Linked DNA regions of Mus musculus: all the other regions are linked to region 1. Evidence: chromatin contacts called from public Hi-C and promoter capture Hi-C data. All regions are on one chromosome and are shown on one strand. The core of a region is the stretch at or near the end of the contact, and the rest is flanking DNA. Distances in the headings are between cores, read along the strand shown.

Region 1 (4,046 bases), core at 970-3,469:
AAAGGCATGCGCTACCACTGCCTGGCTATAAATCTTTTTAAAAAGCAACAACAACAACAACAAAACTACAAAACTTATAAAAAAAAAAGAATGAAAGAAAGAAAGAAAGATAAAGGAAAGAAAGACTGTCCTAACTAAATATGGCAGCTGCTGTAGGGCTGACAGCCTGCTTCTTTTTTTCTTTAAGATTTATTTACTGGGGAGGGAGGCAGGGGCATTGTTCATGCCATAGCATATGTGTTGGCAGCAGAAGACAACTTTCTCTCCTTTTATCCCGTTTCTGAGTCAGTGTCTCCCCTGTTATTTTTGCCACTGGGTGTGTGAGCTTCCAGCAGTGTTCTCCTGTACCCAGTATGAGTGGCATCATTACAGGTGTATGCCACCCCATCTTCTTCTTATATGGTAGTTAGGTATCAGGTTTGTGTGGCAAGTGCTTTTACCCACTGAACCATCGCCCCAACTCCAAGTCTACACTTTTAAAACCCTTCCTAAGATACCCTGCACATGGATATCTTTTCTATCATGTCACACTTCTACATTCCAGGTGCTATCCTAACCACGGATGTGGCAAATAAAATATACACAAAATCCTTTTAGTTCTCACCAAAAATCTTTAAGATAGGTCCACTATTATCCCCATTCTCCTCATGAGGAAAACTTGCTCAAAGTCACACAGTTATGAAGGATTCAAATACAGGCCACAAGACTCCTGAGCCTGTTCTCAATCAGCCTACCACACGCCCTCACCTAACAGAAAGGAGTCTTAGTTCCAGGTCTTTGCAGACTGTTATCACTCCCCTATTAGCCTTGACTCGTAGTCACTGGCCTTATTAAAGGGTTTGCAAAAACTTATCAGTAGAGAATAAAGAATGGGCAGTTCTGATAAAGTCAAAGAAACACTCTTCTGGCTCCAAAGTGTTCCCAAGGAATGGAACACTGTAGGAGTGTAACAAGATGTCACAGAGTCTCAGAACTCCCTTCACCCCTATTATGATAACACAGATCAAAATGTCAAGGGTAGGTACCTCAAACTTCACTCTAACATATCCATATGCCCGTTAGGACCCGAAGAGGGGAAGGGGTGGACATGGCTATTAAGTAGGTTCCTGTGACTTCTGATTAATGAACCAGCATCTTTATGGACCATAACTTTCCCCTATCTCAGACTCAGGAGTCCATTTTCCCAATACCACTTAGAATCAAAATTGTGTGTCAACTGGATAACACTTGAGCATCATTCTCCAGACCCTAGATACCACTGAAGCACAGAGAAAAGGGGTGGGGGTGGGGGCAGGGGGACGGAGGGTGCTGGAGCGAGGGGGGGGCGCGGGGGGGGGGGGGAGATATCACTGACTACAGGGATGTAAACTCTAGGAAGTCTCAGAGAAGCCAGTGCAGGGTACTCCCGACAAACCCACTCTTACCATCTTCAGGCTCTGAAGGGCACAGTTTCAAGAGGGATGAATTATCTGGAATGAGGTTGAGGCTGCTCTGTACCTACGAAGACAAAAGGGGGAAGAGGAGGTGGGTCTCACATCCTGCCAACCCTACTTAAGACAAGAATGGCTCTTCCCTCGATTCCAGCACTTGTCTTCTCTAAGGACTCCAATCCCTGAAGCGCATCTAGAAGGCCAGCTTCCCTCGATCGTCCCTCGATCTCTCTCAGCCTCCCTCTACCCGAAGATACAATCCCAGATAACTCCATACATCTAACATTACCGACCCCCTCGTATCTCCAATCTAAAAGTATTCATCACACACACACACTGCCCCAAGCCAAACCCGCCACGCCAGTCTTAGCACTCCCCCAACAACCCTCCTTGGGGACCTTGCTGCACCTTCCCGGAGTACACTGGGACCACCGGCGCCTCTCCGGGATCCAGCAGCCGCCGCCGCCGCCGTCGCACCAATGTACGCGGGGCTCCCGCAGGCCCCTCGGCCGCCCCTTCACTGTCACTGTCGCTGTCCTGCTCAGGTTTAGCCGGCGCGGGGAGGCGGGCGACCGGCACCTCTACTGGGTCTGCGACTTCCAAGACCTCTTCGTCGCTGTCACTGACCAAGTCCACAAGCACGGTGTCTGGAATGAGCCTAGCCGGAGACTGCCGGGCGCGAGGACACCGGCCACGGGCGCCTCGGGCTCTCCGAGCGCCTCGGCCACCGCGGGACCTCGGACCACGTCCCCTCAGTGGTTCCGCCATCTCCCACACTGCTTCCACAAACACCGGCCTCTACACAGTCACCGGCCCACCGTATTAGCGTCTGTCCCTTTCATTGGACGAACAGCCTGCCGGTCATCATCTCTTCCCGCCCACACGCTCTGGATCCGCCTATCCACGTTCTCATTGGTCTACTTACCTGTCTATCACCTACCCTCCACTAAAACAAAGGCGCCAAAGATTCCAATCTCTTTGGTACAATCAAAAAAGGTTTCGATTCTGTACAGTTCATCCATTGGCTAAATTTCCTCCTGACCCAGCCTTCCCCAGGGCCCGCCCATTAGAGAAATCCATTTTCCTGGTTGGTGAAAGACTGGCGCATCCTGGGAATTGTAGTCCTCATTCTCGGAAGCCACAGAAAAAGCCTTGTGGAACTAAGGTTAGAAGCTGAAGATCTTGGGCTGTGGATTCCTTTTGTGTCCTCAACCTCTGTGTGGCAGGAGTTCCATTCCACACTAAACACCTTCATGCATGTCACCTCTGAAATACTCTACAAACACAATATCAAAACAATATATGTCATAGCACAGCACAACTCAGAAACACTTTTTAAGACAATTACAAATTAAAATAAGAGACTTACTTCCCTGTTGCAAAGAAAAGAGGCTTCCTTCTGGCTCCTCTTTCCTGATCATTGAAATATGAATGCTTCTCGGTTTACAGCGGGGTTACTCTTGATAAAGGCCTTGCTGCCGCTTATCTGCACAATGTACTACAGAGCACCAGGGTTCATGCTCGTGATTGTAGACTGACTGGGAGCTAGCTGCGCTTTCCAGCAACATGCTATGCACACTTAGCTCGTTTGGGAAACAATACAACTTCAAAACTCAGAAAGGTCTGAATTCTGAGAGGTCTTTGATGGTTTAATGTTTGTCTGCTGGTCAATACCCTGCTGGCATTCACTCATGCATGTGGAAATTAACTGAAAAAAATGTAAGTACTGTCAGTACCATGGTTGTGCATATGCTAATCCTTCTAATGTCTTAATAAACCCCTTGCCTTTTCACAACTCAGCAATTCAAGGTAGAGTCTTCTCTTTGAAATGCAGACATCACTGGGCAGTGGTGGCACAAGACTTTAATCAAGCACTTGGGAGGCAGAGGCAGGCAAATCTCTGTGAGTTCAAGGCCAGTTTGGTCTACAGAGTGAGTTCCAGGACAGCCAGCACTGCACAGAAAAAGCCGGTCTCAACCGACCCCCCCCCCTAAAAAAATCAAACTGGGGAAACCAGATCCAAGAACTTATCAGGTAGGCCAGACCAAGAGTATGACTTCCTCATAAGGAGCCCATAAAGTGATGGATGCCTGCCACTGAGATGGTATGCCTCCACAATATCCTGTCGCCTGATACCCGATGACTAAATCATAGACTGATAAGCAGAGGGTTCTCTGACTTTCTCTGGAGCTTAGCTTGCCTCAGTTTCCCACTGTTGCCTGGCCTGCTCAGCTGCCTACCCCTACCCCTGCTCTCCTGACCCAACCTGGACTTAAAGCCACCATTTCCTGCTTTTGAATCCTGGTTCCAGCAGCTCCCTCCTGTCACTGGCCTGATTAGTTATCAATGCAGACTCCATCAGTTCACTTCTGAGACCTTTTGAACTCTAATGTAGCCCTTTCTGTTTATTCTGTAAATCTTATATATGCAGGGAGATATAATTTGCTGTCTGTTGTGTCATGTGAGAGTTAATATTAGTAATTATGATTGGGATAAAAGAACATGCATTCACCTTGGCCAGATCACTAAAATAGGTGGATCGTGTGTGACAAATTGCTGCCATTAAGACCACTGACATTTGTGAATTTATTGTTAGTAGATTCTGTTACTGAAAAG
Region 2 (4,046 bases), core at 884-3,383, 1.5 Mb after region 1:
GACTATAGCTGATCTGGTTGAAGGCTGAAGCAGCAGAGATAGCCTAAGATCTCTCTCTCTCTCTCTCTCTCTCTCTCTCTCTCTCTCTCTCTCTCTCTCTCTCTCTCTTTGCCTATCCATGTCTTCTATCTGTATAGATAGTTTGGGTGATAGCACTTCTCTGTCCCTCTGCTTTCTGTTTTTTTGAGACAGGGTTTCTCTGTGTAGCCTTGGCCATCCTGGAACTCTTTGTAGACCAGGTGGGCCTCAAACCTGGAAATCCACCTGCCACTGCCAGAGTTGTGGAGGTGGCTCTCCAGGGCATCTGACACCTGCTTTTGGCTGCTGAGGGCACTGTATATACATGGTACACAGACAGGTATGCAAACAAACACCCATACACATAATATAAGAGCAAAACAACAAAAATATGTGTGTGCACCTTGTTTTATTACATACCCCTAATCTAATAATCCAATGCCTTCTTTTGGGGTCTGTCTCTGTCTCTCTCTCACACACACATACACACACTTTAAACCTAGGGTTTCTGCTTGCTATAAGTACTCTAATATCGCTATATCCCCCAAATCCTCCTGAAGACAGGAACAGTGTACTCACATTAAATAAATAAATAAATAAATAAACAAAATAAATCTTTTTTTAAAAAGAAGAAGAAAAGAAATCACTACATACACTCTGAAAAATCTCCTCTGATCATCTTTCTGCTTAATTGTCTTCTCTGATCTTTTTGCTATTTGGTCCATCTTCTCAATCGCTACAGCCAGAGGGGTCTAAGGCGAAGGATAAAACCTATAGTGAATTTACATGTGGTGGCACTTGCCAGTAAACTGAGACTGAAGTAGGAAGGATCAGATTGCTGGGCTGAGGCAGGAGAGTTGTAGGGCCAGTCTGTCTACCATAGTGAAATGCACTTATTTGAGTCTCAAAACACCAACCAAAACCAAACCAAACCAAAACGGTGGTTTTTAATTCCACAGCACAAATAACAGACTACATTCAGGAGCTGTTGGCCACTCCGTGAATCCCTTCCCTCCCGAATTCCATACTGCTCTGGTCATCCTGGCAGATCATGCAGGCTGTTCTGTAACCTCGCCATGCATCCTCCTCACCAGGCCATGCTCCACTCTTCCTGTACCTGTACACACCCTGCACCTGGCTCTCCCCCAATCTTCTGTGAGGGCCCCTAGCACAGCTCTCAGGCTCAAACTGTCTTCTTCCTCGGAGGAGATGCCTCTTTATTTGAAACACCCTACCTCTCCTGTCACCTAATCATATTAATTTGCAGACAGGTAGAAATAGTAACACTCACGCCAATTCCACACCCAACACTGTTCCAGGCATTTTGAATAGGTAAATTTGCATAGTCTACGGAGTTCGAAGATTAATACATCCTCATTTTGCCAATACCATAATTAGAGCACTGAGAAATTGGCTGACTTTCCTCGGGTGTAAGGGAGCTGAGATAGAGTTTGAACCAGACCGACTGTGAATGGGCTAGGAGCTTGAAAGATGAGACCTTAAAAAGCAGGCAGGGTCTTTTTTTGTTTGTTTGTTTTGTTTTTCGAGACAGGGTTTCTCTGTATAGCCCTGGCTGTCCTTGAACTCACTTTGTAGACCAGGCTGGCCTCGAACTCAGAAATCTGCCTGCCTCTGCCTCCCAAGTGCTGGGATTAAAGGTGTGCCACCACGCCCGGCTATTTTGAACACATTTAAGGATTTTTGGTGCTCTCTAGCATTTTGCTACAGGGGAGCTTATTTTATTTATTTATTTATTTATTTATTTATTTATTTATTATATATAAATACACTGTAGCTGTCTTCAGACACACCAGAAGAGGGAGTCAGATCTTGTTACGGATGGTTGTAAGCCACCATGTGGTTGCTGGGATTTGAACTCTGGACCTTTGGAAGAGCAGTCGGGTGCTCTTACCCACTGAGCCATCTCACCAGCCCCGGGAGCTTATTTTATACAGTGGAAGACCGAGTCGATGATAAACTACTGATAACTTTGGAACCAATGCTACTCATTTGAAGGCTTAAGGGAGAACAGGGCAGGAAGACAGGAGCCCTCATAAATTCTTGTGGTCAAACTACAACTCCCAGGAGGCACTGGGCAAACACAGCCCGCGCGATGTTACAGCCGGGGAGGGCGAAGGCGGGCTCGGCTAGCCGAGCGGGTCGACTGCTCCCGCGGTTCCGCTCGAACCCGGGCCCAGCGTCTGGCCTCGCGGTAAGTGGAATAACTCACAGTAACTCACACAGACCCCCTCCGGCGGACGCTCGGCAGCATAGCTCCTCAGCGTCCACCTCTGACAGCAATGCGCATGGGCCGAGGCTGGCATCTACCATATGGGGGGGACCCTGCCCAGACTAAGTGACCCAGCAGAGGGGGGAGCTCCAGTGGGGAACTCTGGGACCGCAGTTTTGCTGCATGAACCCTGTTCTTCTGTGCGCTATTCTTGTTGCAGGGACGCAGGCCAGTCTTAAAAGACTTAAGTCCCCTAACACCGAGTAGGGGGTCAAATCCAGCCCCTAAATGGGGCTGTCCAGAACCTGAGGAAGCTGGGGAGAGGTTTTATGGGTAGAATGAACTGGAGATTGCCCCACCCGCTTCCCCGAGTGTGCACACAAGCCTTTAGGTTGTTCTACATAGAAGAGTAGAACACCTGGAATGTGTTGTCCAACCTCAGCCTGATTGTATCGCGGGAGGTGGTGGTTGTGAGGGCTGGACAGGATTGTCCAGATCCACTGGTGTGCACGTGGAGAAGTAGTGCAAACCATCTGGATTCGGATCCTTAAAATCTCTTTCCACCACTCCAATAGATGGAAGCTGCTGTGCGGGCGCTGAGCACGTCTGCATCCTCGAGGGAACCACAACCCTGAAATCCGGAGAAAATCCCGCCCACCCACTTTCTCTTTACTCCCACTTTGGGGTCACCATTGCCTGTCGGGTGCTATAGTGTCACCCTAGTTCAACAAAGTAGCAGGACAATGATACTGACTTCAGTGCTGGGCAGCGGCCCTCGGAGCTGGTCTTCACTTTGGCCCCTCTTGGGGTCCTCACTGTCACTCCGGGCTCGCTCAACATCAGCCACCGATACACACCATGTAGAGCTGGCCAGGGAACGCTCCAAGACTGTCACCTCTTTTTACAACCAGTCAGCCATTGATGTGGCAGCAGAGAAGGTGACTCACAGAATAAGTCTTATGGGGAAGGGCTGAGCTAAAATGGGTTGGCCTGGTTTTGAATATCTGGTGCTCAAAGTGCGTCTTCCCTTTTAGCCCTCAGTTCGCCTCACTCCCACCATGATGCTCTATTCCGGTCGCTCACAGGATGGCAGCCACCTTCTGGTAAGGTTCTCTCTTTCCTTCTCTGCCCCAGGGGTTCTTTCTAGCCAGCTGCTTAAGCCCTTCCCTCTTTTTCTTACAGAAAAGTGGCCGCTACTTGCAGCAAGAGTTACCAGTGAGGATTGCTCACCGCATCAAGGGCTTCCGTAGCCTTCCTTTCATCATTGGTTGCAACCCTACCATACTGCATGTGGTAAGGCGGAGGGGACCTTCTGTCAGTATGCACACTGCCAACAAGGCAAATGGGGGAGGGAGCCCAGGCCTGCTGAAAGGTATCAGGTCTGGATGGGACTAAGCCTCAAACATCAGAGGGCAAGATTACATATTCATGAGAGCTGGAAGGGTCTGTTGGGGCTTGGAGCTTACTAATTGAGTTGAGTTGAGCATTGATCCCTATGGGTACTGTTTTCTACTTAAGTGTCTATGGCAGCCCTGTGAATTCCCATACTTACTCCATACAGCACGAGCTATACATCCGGGCCTTCCAGAAGCTGACAGACTTCCCTCCGGTGAGGCTGGGCTGAGTAGGGTAAGGGGCCAAGGTCAGGATTGGACTTCTGATGCTCATAATTCTGTGACCTGCAGATCAAGGACCAGGCAGATGAGGCCCAGTACTGCCAGCTGGTGAGACAGCTGCTAGATGACCACAAGGATGTGGTGACCCTGTTAGCTGAGGGTCTTCGTGAGAGCCGGAAACA
Region 3 (4,046 bases), core at 851-3,350, 1.4 Mb after region 1:
TTCCAAAACGGCTGGGCTGAAAGGGAGCTCGAAAAAATAACTGCAGCCACACGCCCCGTGCCAGAACTGGTTACTTTCTTGAATACTTTTAACGCTAATTCAGCGTGGAGGTGAGTATTAATCATAACCCCTTTCGGGTAAGAAACTTAGGTCTGATGACTTCCTACGGTGGAAAGGAGATTTTGTATATTCCAAGGTCGTCTTCCTTTGGTTCGCACCACGTGTAAGGTATTAATTTGCAAAGGTTTAAGATAGGAAGCATCGTGTGCGAGACGTCCAGTCTTTATAAGGAACAACAGCGTGGGTATACTTTTCGGAGAGAACCACGCCTCCCTTGTCGCGACAATATTGGTTATGGTTTGCGTTCTTTTAAAATATGAAATCTTCACGATCCGAAAAGGCGGACATTCTATATTCCCAGGTCACTCCGATGTTTCTCTCTCCCGCACTGATTCCCACAGGTGACATCAATTCTCCGCCACTGGAGAATGAAAACTTGGGACTACATTTCCCTGCAAGCCCTTTAGAAAAGGAGGCCAAGAGCAAAGAGACTTTCCGTTTCCGTCCGCTAGCAATTTGGCGTGTTCACGGTGATACATATTTCAACAGTAGCGTCCTTTCTCTGTACAACTAAAGCAGAGACTACATAACCCACCAGGTACCGGCACCGAGGGGCAAGCGACTAGGTTGCCATCTCTGTAGTAGTCCTCTCCTACACATCCGCCGAGAATAGTATTAGCGGTTGGACTACAAATCCCATAGCATCATGTGCTCCTTCACCCTCCATCTTTGTGGTAGTCCCCGCCCCGCTCACTTCCATTGTCTCGACAGAAGATAAAGAGGGGAGCGAGGAAGACTACAATTCCCGTCTGGCTTTGCATCATCGAGTGCGGGATTTTGATAGTTCAGGCGGGCGAGGAGCTCCAAGTGGTAGAATGAAGCAGCCAGGAAAGGTTAGGTATCCTGCCATCTTTACGGTAGTCTCTTTATCCTCCCGGTTCTGGCATTCTTAAAGGAACATAGGAAGGCTAGAAAACTACTATTCCCATCCCACTTCATAAGATCGACTTATTAGGTGTACGCCCCTCGATCGCCATCTTGCTTGTAGTCCTCGTTTCTTTTCACCTTTCCATTGTTCCTGATGAGTAGAAATGGCAGCGGGAAGGCAGCAGCTGGACTGCGACTCCCGTCAGGTACCACACGCGCGGAGGGTTGTGGACCAGAGGGCGTGTGAGTGCCTGGAAAGGAGGTCGGGTCGGGGGAAAAGGCCATCTTGCTTGTAGTCATTCTTCCCGCTCCTTCTCTATGTCCTGCTACGGGGAGTCTCGGGTCAACTGGACTATAATTCCCGCCATGCTCGGCTTCCAGCGTGGCATCCTTCTCGCCATCGTATTTGTAGTACCGGCTGGCCCTTGTGTCCCACTTTTCCCACGATAGTGCTAGAATTTGGAGAACTACAACTCCCGTCGTGCTTTGCACGCGCTCGTCCTGGAAAGTAAAGGTGGTGAAGGAAGGAGGGAGAAGGGGGCGGGGTTCCTCTGGGAGAAGGAGGGAGTAAAAAGGAGGAGGAGGTGGGAAGAAGGGAGGGAAGAGGGAGGAGAGGAGGAAGGAGGAAGGAGCTGAGGAGGGATGAGAGCGGCGACCTGGGCCCAGGGCCGAAGCAGCGCGAGGCTAGGGGAGTAGGGGTGCTAAGACATCCCAACTGCCCCCACCCCCTTCCTGCCTCTGCCCCATCCTTTCCTTATACCCTCCCATTTTAGGAGTGGATTTATTCAAATTTTATTTAAATCTTTATATCTTGAGGGTCGCGCGTTTGAAGGGGGGAGGGCGGGGGCGCGTGCAGGCTGGGGGGGGCGGGGCCGGAGCAGCTTCCTTCACCCCCCTCTGCGCGCCCTGTCTCTGTAGGTCAGGGGGCCGCAGTACAGGGGCGGACCCAGGGGAGGGGGGCAGGTTGCAGCGACCCCCCCCTCCCCGGGAACCGGCGGTGGGCGGGGTTTGAACCCCGGAAACGGTGGGGGGCCCCTGGTCTTTCCCTGGACCCCTGGGCAGTTGGAGCTGGGAAGGGGCCAGTTAAGGGTCGGGGGCTTTGGGGAAAGGTGGGGGTGGGGAGCTGAGACTCATACCCGGGACTGAGTGGGGCCCGGGCAAAAGCTGAGCACCCTGCGCCCGAGGAGCCCCCGTTGGCCTGGGGGGGCTGAGGGACTGAGCCCCCCAGAGCAGGACCTCCCCCTGGAAGGGCCGCGCCGCAGCCCGTGGGAGGGCCTCGCCCCCGGCGCTCCCCATCTCCACTCGCTGCTGTCCCGGCCTCCGCCGGAGGGAGGGGCCGAGCGCCCTCGGGGGGCCGTGGACCCCGGCGTTCTGAGCGTTCAGCGCCCCGCGCCGCCCGGCCCCCCCGCCGCCGATGGCCGCCGACCCGCCGGGAGCTGCCGAGAAGGGAGAGATGGCTCCCGGGACACGTGTGAGGTGGGTTCATGCGGCTCCTCCTCACCCCCAGACCTGGGCAGCTCCCACTCCCATTCATCCTCAGCCTGGCCTCTCCCTTCCTTCCCCGCCCCCAGCCTCACCCTCCCTTTGCTCCAAACTCCTTCTCCAACCTTCTCTCCTATAACCTCCAACCCCAGGGAAGTGGCCTTCCTTCCCCGACCCTGCTGCCCCTTGCAGACCTCCCCCTCCACCCCGCCTCCAGTCGCCGCCCTCTAGGCCCCTCCCCCGGAGTGCTGGAGGGCCCCATACCCTGTGGATGGTCTGGAAGTCCTTGGAAAGGGAGAAGCCTGGGGGAAGCAGGTCTAAGACTGATTGGGAAGAGACCCCCCCAGGCTTGCTGAGTCCATGTGGGATTTCAGAGGATCTGGTTTCCAGGGGCAGGAGAGCCCCAGGGATTCCAGACAATTAGGGATGAAAAGCAGGCTGGTAAGATGTGAATGGGGGCGGGAAGACCTAAAGCCGAGCCCACCTTGAATTTTGTTGAGATGTTAGGGCAACTTGTAGAATCCTAGGGAGTCTGGGAGATTACCCAGATTGCCTGAGGGATCCTATTGGATAATTTGGAGCCCCCAAGGACTTGTGTGTGGGCTGAGAGGGGACACTAAGCATTTCAGGGGTGTCAGCCCGGGGAAGTGGAGAGCACACACTGGGTCACTAGAAATGGAGTGGGTCTGGCTAGAGTACCAAGGTTTGAAAGGTTTGGATGACTAAGTACCCACGTGAGAGAAGGGAGAGGGGAAAGAGTGTGGTGCATGCCCCTGGAATCTGGAGGTAAATCAGTGAGGGAATGGGGGGTGTGGGTAACAACAGGTATGAGTTGAAGCTCCCTCAGGTAATGCTACAGATCTGAAGCCTTTTCCAGGAACCTGGGCTTGGGATGTTAGAGGAGGGGCCTCAGTGTCCCTCCTTCCAGCAGGCGGGAGGTCTTGAGGGAGTGGCCCTCTGCTCAGGACACACACTAAAAGGCTGACCTTCTCTGAGGGTAGAAACAGAAGCTCTGCCCCCATCAGAGGTGTAGTGAGCTTGCGGCCAGGAGACTCTCAGGCCAGGCTTTGCAGGCCTCTCTGACCTTACCAACCATCTGCCTACAGCCCTCGGCGTTGCTGACGCCCCCAATGTCGTCGAGCAGCCGGGGACCGGGGGCCGGAGCGCGCCGACGCCGAACCCGCTGCCGTCGTTGCCGGGCCTGTGTGCGAACTGAGTGCGGGGACTGCCATTTCTGCCGAGACATGAAGAAGTTCGGGGGGCCCGGGCGCATGAAGCAGTCGTGCCTGCTTCGGCAGTGCACCGCGGTGAGTCTTGAGCCCCATGCCTGGGGTATGTGGAACCTCAGGCCTATTTGCCCAGAGCACCATCAGTAGTAGTACGGGGCCTGAGCATTCTCTGGGTGTCCAGCAGCAGCAGCTTCCCCGGGGTCCCTTAGGGGTGCTGCTCATACACTCACTTCTGCATTTCTTCACTGACTTGCTTAAATGTTTGATTTTTGTCTTTGTCGAAAAGTGGGCTACACAGAAGAGTCAGCCTCAGGTCTGTAGAGAGTTCGGCCCCTGCCGTATGCCCCT
Region 4 (4,046 bases), core at 397-2,896, 1.3 Mb after region 1:
GTGACCGTGGGCAAGTCATTTGTCTCATTGCCTCCTCTATTATGGAATGAGTTAATGTGTATATACAAGCATTCAGGATAGTGCTTGGCACACATGAATACCCAATACATACTGCTGGTTAGTGTGTGTGTGTGGCCACTGCTGACATTGTGGCCTCACCATTCACCTATGGTGTGCTCTGCCAGTGAACTTTGTTCTGACAGTCTGCTTGTGTTAACCCTCTCACGCAGGCTTTTCCAGTTTCCTTTCTCACAAGCTCCACTCAAGTGGAAACTTCTGGTTTGGAAAGTCAGTTATATCAAATGATAGTTTGCTGGGGCACACAGGTGAAAGGATGTCTTGTTAAGCAGACACATGAAAGAATGTTGTCCTGAAGCAGACACAGGTGAAAGGTCCCATGATGAAGGAGTAGAAATGTGACCCCAGGGTCAGTGGGACACTGAGCATTGGTGTGGTTTGCTCCGCCTTGCTGTACTTCCCTAAGAACACGAGTGTATTGGTTCACCTTACATACTGTTGTTGAGCTCAACTTGTGGTTACACCACCATTGAGAGAAACCCAGCCAAGAGCTGCTCCTGAGGTTCCTGTGGCAGCTGCTGCTTCAGTGGCCTTGGGCCAGTTGGTGAGCCTTGCAGTTTCTTCAGGATTAAACTACAGCTGCTGGTTTGTGCATGGCGTCTGCCTGCCTAGAGGACTGGACTGTAGCTGCTGAGTGTTTGGTGTTTGCTATGGGACTGAACTGCTGACAAAGGAGACCAAGCTTGCCCCCCAAAGAACTATTGCTGAGAAGGTCCACCTCCCCCATATTCTAACAACTTTTCTCTTCCACTGCCTCTCATGGGTGGTGGGCAAGAGGAGAGGTTAAACGTTTATTAAAAGTAGGTTGCAAAAAGAAAAAAAATATATGCCTATACTCCTTCATCTGACGCCTCATCATCTGGGTCCTCTCTGTGCCAGAGCCAAAGACAAGAGTAGGTGCTTGGGAACCAATTATAGAGGCAAGTGTGTCCAGTCCTTTCCGTGTCTACCCCAACGTTAATGAGTTGCTGTTCGGGTGTGACCTCCCTGAAGCTCGTGCTTGCCTGTGTAGAAGGCTGGGTCTGAATGCCTTAGTACACACACAGATGTGTGCGTGCGAGGGTCTCTAACGGTAAGGTGAGGAACAGTCTCACTTCTGATCAGTGTGACAGAGAAATTAGAAGGCATTTAAGATAACTAGACCAGGGGGTGCGTGCCTTAGGTGGACCCTAATCTAAACAAGGCTTCCCTGGCCTCTCTTTGTCTTCCCCAAAAAGGAAGTCCTGCCTGCATTCTTCTCCTGCCAGCCTTGCACCTTTCCTCTCAGGTTTCCCAGCTTTTCCCTCCAAAGCAGCCAATAAACAGGCTCTACCTCAGGTCTGAGCCTGAGTCTCCTCCCAACAGGACACAGAACTGCCTTAAAGGCCCAAGTTCCCATTCACTGTGCCAACACCTGCCTCCCAATTCTGGCCCCTTCCCAGTCTAAGCTCACAAGCCGGTTACTGAGCTCTGGGCCAAGGAATTTTGACTGAAAGTAATGGTGGGAAGGAAATATTTGGGGTCTGAACTATGATTGGCCGAGCCCGAGCCACGCCCCTAGCCCTTTCCCCCTTTTTCCCCCTCCCCTCCTCCTCCCCCGGAGGGGTGTGTTGAGGGAACCTGGATAAGCCTGGGGCCAGCATGAGCCAGAGGGAGGGAAGTCTGGGTAAGGGGTTGAATGACTTGATCCTGTGTCCTTGGTGAATAGGAGTCGGGGGGATCGAAAGCTGGGGTTTGGATGTCTGTCAGCACCACCCCACCCCCAAGTCTGGGAGGGGAACGGCCTGGGCGGGGGAGAGGAGACGCCGGTGTCAGGTAACCAGCGGGTGAGTTGGGAGAAAGAGCAGGCGCAAGGAATTGAGGCTTCAGGGCCTTGGGTTCAGGGGTTAGATCACCGAATATATATGGGTGAGTACACCCTGAAAAGGGGCTGGGGTCGGGTTGGAACAGGATAATAGTGCTTCTTGAGAATTAGGAAAGAGTCAAAGCTGAAAGACTGGAGGGAGAGGCCGAGTTAAGGAAGTCTTTGATCTTCGAAGAAGCTACAAGTGACGAGAGCTCAAAATACAGGCTTCGGAGATCTCGGCTGGCGGTGGGAAACTCCGACGGAGGGGATTGTCGGGTCAGGACTACATTCCCCAGCATGCATTGGGGTCCCGGCAACATACATATTGGGAAATGTAGTCGGCTTCCCGTGGCACCACCCTCTAAACAGGGAAGGCCATCCTGTCGTTGATTCATTGATGCTGCTGAGCCTAGCAGGTCACATAGGAGCAACATGAAGGGAATAGGTCTTCGGTTTCTCTATCTGTACAAGGGGCCGGAAAGGCGCGTTCAGTGCTTCAGAGATGCTGACTGAATTCAAACAAGAGTTGGAGAAATCCAAAGATATGTGAACTTTGACCTTAAAGAGTTTCTGGATAGTATCGGTGATGTAGAGTGAGGAGTCTCAGGATCAGACAGATTCACACGGATAAAAGAAGCTACTTTGGAAGTATGAACAAATTCCCTAAAGTGGAAGGAAGAAATTGATTTGAGAATAGGGAGAACTTGGAGGCAGCACTAAGAAGGAGGTATTTGAATTTGGTCCTAGTAGTATTTCAATAGTGACCTGAGGACAGGAGAGACATCTATGTAGAGAAACTGCTTGGTGGAGATCTGGTGCCTGGGATGGGGCAGATTCTTCGTAGGTTGAATATTAGCATCCAGAGCAGAGACTCTGGGTTCAGGGAGAGCCAGCTTGGGAAAGATGGTTAAGGAGTGGGGTTTGGTTGCCTTTATAACCTCTCACTTCCTTCTCTTTCCCACCAGAAGACCACCAGACTGACTCCTCAATCTCATTCCTACCCCATTTGGAGGCCAAGATCCGCCAGACACACAACCTTGCCCGCCTCCTGACCAAATATGCAGAACAACTTCTGGAGGAATACGTGAGTAGGTGTAGGGATGGTGGAGGAATACGTGAGGAGTACGTGAGGAGATGCAGGGATGGTGGAGGAATATATAAGGAGATGTAGTGTTGGTGGAAGAATACGTGAGGAGCTGTAGGGTTGGTGGAGGAATACGTGAGGAGGTCTAAGGATGGTGGAGGAATATGTGAGGAGTTGTAGGTTGGTGGAGGAATATGTGAGGAGGTGTAGGGTTGGGGCATGGAATGAGGGTGATTGCTCACAGATGTCTTCAGCCACCCATTTCTTCCATCTCAGCCCCAGCAGTGGAAATCAAAAGTTTCTGAGGGGAATGTTAACTTTCTTCTGGCCACACAGTAAAGGACCCTGTAATATTTATTCTTTTAAATGTAACTAATATCTGTACCCATAAAAGAGACATGAGGTGGGAGCTGTGTATAAGCCCTTGAACTTAGGGAATTTTATTTTCTTAACTACTTACAAAATATCTATTTACAAGCTTGATTTTTCAACTAAACTGCTAGCTTTCTCTCTCTCTGTCTCTCTCTTTTCTTTTTTTCAAGACAGGGTTTCTCTGTGTAGCCCTGGCTGTCCTGGAACTCACTCTGTAGACCAGCCTGGCCTTGAACTCAGAAATCTGCCTGCCTCTGTTCCCAAGTGCTGGGATTAAAGGCGTGCACCACCACTGCCTGGCCTACACTGCTAGCTCTTTAGAAATCTCTTTCTAGCTGTCCTTCTACCAAACTAGTTTACCTTCCTTTTGAGCTCCTCCAAACTCAGGAGGGCTCCCTAGCTCTTCCCTGGAATCCTGTTTCACCCGTGTCCTGCCAGCTGCTCCTGTAAAAGCCCAGAGAGCTTCCTACCCAAGCCAAAGGAGAGAGCGCCTTCAAAAGGTGACTCCCTCTCAAAGGCCCAATTGCTATAAAGAAGTCTCTAGTTCCTCTCCTGTATCCATAGCAGGCTGAGTTGTGTCACCATAGTGGGGGTGGGCTCCAAGCCAAGTCAGTGGGGGGCCCAAACAACCATTTCACCTTAATGGTGGCGCAGCTCAAGGCCAGCCAGGTGACTGCCTTGGGTCAC
Region 5 (4,046 bases), core at 558-3,057, 1.2 Mb after region 1:
CCCAGCTAACTGTTGGGTTTGTGGGTTCCTGTTCATATGCCAATTGCTTTGTTTGACTTTACTGGAAAGATGTGAACAAACACTTATTCATCCCAGATAGGGCATACTGAAGGCCAAAGAAAGTCACTAACCACTGAGTTTATTTGGTTTTATATAGGAGCATAGTGACTCAAAAGCAGCTGCATCACCGAAAATCACTGTTTCTCCTTTATTCATCAGGTGAATAATTTATATACTTTCTCAATTTTTATACCCATCTCTCTCTCTCTCTCTCTCTCTCTCTCTCTCTCTCTCTCTCTTTTCAGCGCTTGGAGTTCTGCTTGGCCTTGTTCCTGCTGGGCAAGCATTCAATAGCTAAGCTCTATCCCAAGTCCTGCTGTCATCTTTAAAATATGTTCTAGTCAAGTATAATGAACATGCAGTAAACCCCACCTACTTAAAGTCTGTGAGTTAAATGGAATATCGGGAGGCTCAGGTTGTGATTCCTGACACATTATTGTTGTCCTTGGTCATTTCCCAAAGATCCCTGGTTCCTTTGTTTGCAACCAAGAGAAATCAGCATTTAGACTTTATACTAGCTTCTGTTTTGGGGGTCCTTTTAGAAATCAATACTGGAAAATATAAAATTATTTTTTAATCTGTTTTTCACCATTGCCCAAATTTTACCTGTAGTTCTTCCTCTAGTTCCAGATTTCATATTCTCATAGGAAGACTCTTCGGTTCCTAATTATATGAATACATTATTTTGACTAATTTCAGAATAATTATCCCCTGTGTACCAACAACAAACCTACTTAGGAAAGTTCAAAACTATTTTTGCAAGTTGTTAAAGTTAAGCTTGATGAGGAAAGGCTCTACAGTGACAGAAAGCAAAAACACTAAATTACTTGGTTTCCTTATAGAAAAAGCTGTTAGAAAATCATGCTGTAATCTAGGCGTCCTGAGCCTTAAATCCCAGCACTCAAACTGACTGATCTTTGGAGTTCCACCCCAGCCTGGGATACACAACGAATCCCTGACTAACAAGGGCTACATAGTGAGACACCGTCTAAAAAAACAAAAATTATCATTTCTCTTTTGCTGGACTGTAACCTTGAGGATTTGCTTTTTTCTTTGCTGTTACTCCAGAACCTTGGTTTTAGGATATGTCTGGCTTTGGAATTACTCTAGGCAGGACCTTAACAACCTTGTGTACTTAATGCAGGAGGGTCTGGGAGCAAGACGGTAGGAGTCTGTGACCCCAGGATGATGGACACTATCCTGAAAGCTCTAGTCAGGACCAAACGGCCAAGCTGCATATGCATTTTGTTTTGTTGTGTTTCTCAAAACAGTTTCTCTGTATAAACAGCCCTGCCGGTCCTGGAACTCACTTTGTAGACCATGCTGGCCTCCATCTCAAGAGATCCATCTGCCTGCCTCGCCTCCTAGTGCTGGGATTAAGCGTGCATGACCACACTTGTCTACACGCAGGTTTCCACAAAAAAAGGAATTTTGGAACAGGCTCTTACTATAATAAATGAGGATTCCAGAAGGAAACTAAAAGGGCCTTGTCCGAGGGCACGGTGAGGTAGTGCGGAGACATCACATTTCCGGTAACCTAACTTCCGTGTCTCTTTACAGACCAGCAGCACCAGGAGAGAAAAGCAAGTGCTACATGTTGATTGGCTGTTTTTCAGGCTCCTCCTCATGGTGGAGACCTTTTGGGGACTTCTAGCGCCAACGGCCTTGTCCGCCCTGGAATCCCGTCTTCCTATTGGACTGCCATTTTCCAATCGGAGGGTTTCTAATCCCTAGTTCTCAAACAGCAGGGGCCATTGGCTGCAATGATGGGGGCGGTGCCTTAGGTCGCTGTGGGAGCCTTACAGGTTAAAGCAAAGGAACAAACATAAACCAAGCAGCTGAGGGTCTTTGCGCAGGTTAGACTGTTCCCTCCTCACCCCCCTCCCCCCACCCTCCCTTCCCCCTCCCCGCTCGCACGGGTCATCCTGCTCGAGACCCCCGCGCCCCTCCCAGTGGACGCCAAGTGCGCTTGCGCGGTAACAGCCGCCCGCACTTGTGCCATTTCCCCCTTCTTCCGAGCCACCTTTCCCCCCTCCCGCCCTTCCCTATCCTCTTCCCTGCCCTGCTTCCCTCCCTCCCCCCTAGGCCCTTCGTTGTGGTCTCCCCGGTCCTGATCCTTCCCCTACCCCACCCCCAACCCCCAGGACCCTGGCGCCCCAGCCGCAGGTGCTGCGCCCCCGGGAGCCACGATGTGCATCCTCTCAGAACCTGTGGGCCTCCTTGCCCTCACTGCCCTCCGTTTCCTCCTCCCAGGCCCCCACATCCCTCAGAATGACGTTGGACGTGGGGCCGGAGGATGAACTCCCTGACTGGGCTGCGGCCAAAGAGTTTTACCAGAAGTACGACCCTAAGGACATCATTGGCAGGTGAGCCTTCACAGCTGAAGCATACACCGGCCCAGTGTAGTCAGCTCCCAGCCAGGAAATAAGGCTTCCTTCTGAAGACTGGATAGTTAGGAAGTGGACAGTGGAAAACAGTTAGTGACTTGGCTAGTATTCCGAGTTAACCCGCATTTTTTCCTCTATTCATCTATATTGTCAACAATTGTTTGTGGTCCAGACAACGGGAAGGTAGAAAATACCCATCACGTGAGCATTTCAAAGGTATCTAGTTCGAGAAGTAGGGGTCTGTAGAAAAGATGCTTGGAGCTGGGCGGTGGTGGTGAATGCTTTTGATCCCAGCAGAGGCAGGTGAATCTCTGTTGAGTTGACACCAGCCTGGTTTACAGAGGAAGTTCAAGGACAGCCAGGACTACACAGAGAAACCCTGTCGGGGAGGGGAGCAGGGATTGCTACTGTGATCGCCACCACAGATGCTTTATGGTTTAGTTTCAGAAGCATAGTGTATTGGTTATGTTGTGTTAAGCACCAAGAACACCGGGTGAGGGAGTGACAGAACAGGAACCCTGAGGAAGTTTCTGTCTTGGAAATGTTTCTATCTTTACATAATGAAAAAAAGATAAAGGTCGAAAGGAGCGTTAGGGGAAAAAATAAGTAGGCAGTAGGATTCAATCAACGGGGTCTCCACAGAGGAGGGGCTTTAGGAGACTTCTAAGAAAATGACAGGAGGGTTGGGGGAGGGGTGTTTGGTTGTTCATGGTGCTGGGGATTAAACTCAGGGCCCCATCCTAAGAGACAGTGCTTTACTACAGAGCCACATTCTCAGCTCCGAGGACTTGAGCTGAGACATAAAGTGTGAGAATAGGCTGGGGGGGGGGGGTGTCTTCTCATTTAGAGGGGGCAGTTAGTGCAGGGCTCAAGGCAGTGGCTAGACCATAGACAGAGTGGGGAAAGACAAGAAAGGAAGTGAGGAAAATGGGGCTTTAGGCCATGATGCGGACGCTTTCAGAGCGGTACCATGACGTGGAGCGTGCTTGTGAGCAGGGCGCTTACTCTCTGCGCTTGGGTTAACGAGGGTAAAAGCAGAGCCCACCTTCTAGTCTGCTGTGCATTTGGTGTGAGTTGGGGAATTGTGTTAGGACACTTGTGGTGGCACTTAAAACACTTAGAAATTTAAAAAGCTCTTTCTGGCCTTTATGTAGAGATAGGGAAGGGCTGGTGATGGTGACGCCTGGACTCGTGGCGATTGCAGAGCTGGAGAGAAGCAAGCAGGTGCAAGTGATGGCTTCAGAGGAGAGGGGATATCGGTCATAAGGAAGGGGAAAACAGGGGGACTTTTAAGGTCTTTATTTGAGCACCTGAATACCATTTACTGAAATGAAGACTTGAGGAAGGATTAGATTGGGGAATGGAGTGAACTAGTCAGGAGTTTTATTTTGGAAATACTAAGTTTGAGATACCCCGTGGATGGATAATGCTCTCAAGTGGGTTTGAGTCTGGATAACAACCATAAATGTGGAGGAGTCAACATTTAGAAAGGGGCACTAAGCAGGGACAGTGTAGAGAAGGGACGGGGCTGAGGCTCCTGGGTCATGTCACCATTTCCTGATCACTTAGAAGAGCTACAGAGGACGGTGGGGAGATGCC

Evidence for each region. Hi-C and Micro-C count contacts between places; a contact is called where the count stands out from the background. Capture Hi-C pulls out chosen DNA fragments and counts their contacts.
Region 2: a promoter capture Hi-C map of adipose tissue shows a contact between it and region 1, with 2.6 times the contacts expected there. The contact joins the promoter of Bckdk here to the promoter of Nfatc2ip in region 1. A contact is called at or near these places in 4 of 39 promoter capture datasets (erythroid cells, liver, neutrophils and 1 more), 1 of 115 datasets of contacts at active chromatin or transcription factors (astrocytes) and 1 of 9 other capture datasets (adipose tissue).
Region 3: a contact with region 1 is called in a promoter capture Hi-C map of adipose tissue. The contact joins the promoter of Fbxl19 here to the promoter of Nfatc2ip in region 1. A contact is called at or near these places in 2 of 39 promoter capture datasets (hippocampal neurons and neutrophils) and 2 of 9 other capture datasets (adipose tissue and liver).
Region 4: a promoter capture Hi-C map of liver shows a contact between it and region 1, with 2.9 times the contacts expected there. The contact joins the promoter of Ctf1 here to the promoter of Nfatc2ip in region 1. A contact is called at or near these places in 1 of 39 promoter capture datasets (liver) and 3 of 9 other capture datasets (adipose tissue, liver and pancreatic islet).
Region 5: a Hi-C map of B cells shows a contact between it and region 1, with 8 read pairs. The contact joins the promoter of Phkg2 here to the promoter of Nfatc2ip in region 1. A contact is called at or near these places in 4 of 39 promoter capture datasets (hippocampal neurons, liver and pre-B cells), 1 of 484 Hi-C or Micro-C datasets (B cells), 1 of 115 datasets of contacts at active chromatin or transcription factors (microglia) and 1 of 9 other capture datasets (liver).

The regions. Positions count from the first base shown.
Region 1 is chr7:126,394,518-126,398,563 of GRCm38.p6, forward strand. It overlaps Nfatc2ip (nuclear factor of activated T cells, cytoplasmic, calcineurin dependent 2 interacting protein), which reads right to left and starts at 2,220. Exons shown (of 8, transcript NM_010900.3): 1 at 1,839-2,220; 2 at 1,425-1,497. The coding sequence starts at 2,198.
Region 2 is chr7:127,901,940-127,905,985 of GRCm38.p6, forward strand. Bckdk (branched chain ketoacid dehydrogenase kinase) reads left to right here and starts at 2,134. Exons shown (of 12, transcript NM_009739.3): 1 at 2,134-2,230; 2 at 2,824-3,186; 3 at 3,283-3,351; 4 at 3,431-3,541; 5 at 3,810-3,857; 6 at 3,934-4,046. The coding sequence starts at 2,992.
Region 3 is chr7:127,744,675-127,748,720 of GRCm38.p6, forward strand. It overlaps Fbxl19 (F-box and leucine-rich repeat protein 19), which reads left to right and starts at 2,101. Exons shown (of 11, transcript NM_172748.2): 1 at 2,101-2,463; 2 at 3,576-3,776. The coding sequence starts at 3,600.
Region 4 is chr7:127,711,057-127,715,102 of GRCm38.p6, forward strand. Ctf1 (cardiotrophin 1) reads left to right here and starts at 1,647. Exons shown (of 3, transcript NM_007795.2): 1 at 1,647-1,723; 2 at 2,869-2,987. The coding sequence starts at 1,699.
Region 5 is chr7:127,571,541-127,575,586 of GRCm38.p6, forward strand. Phkg2 (phosphorylase kinase, gamma 2 (testis)) reads left to right here and starts at 1,808. Exons shown (of 10, transcript NM_026888.3): 1 at 1,808-1,916; 2 at 2,314-2,426. The coding sequence starts at 2,332.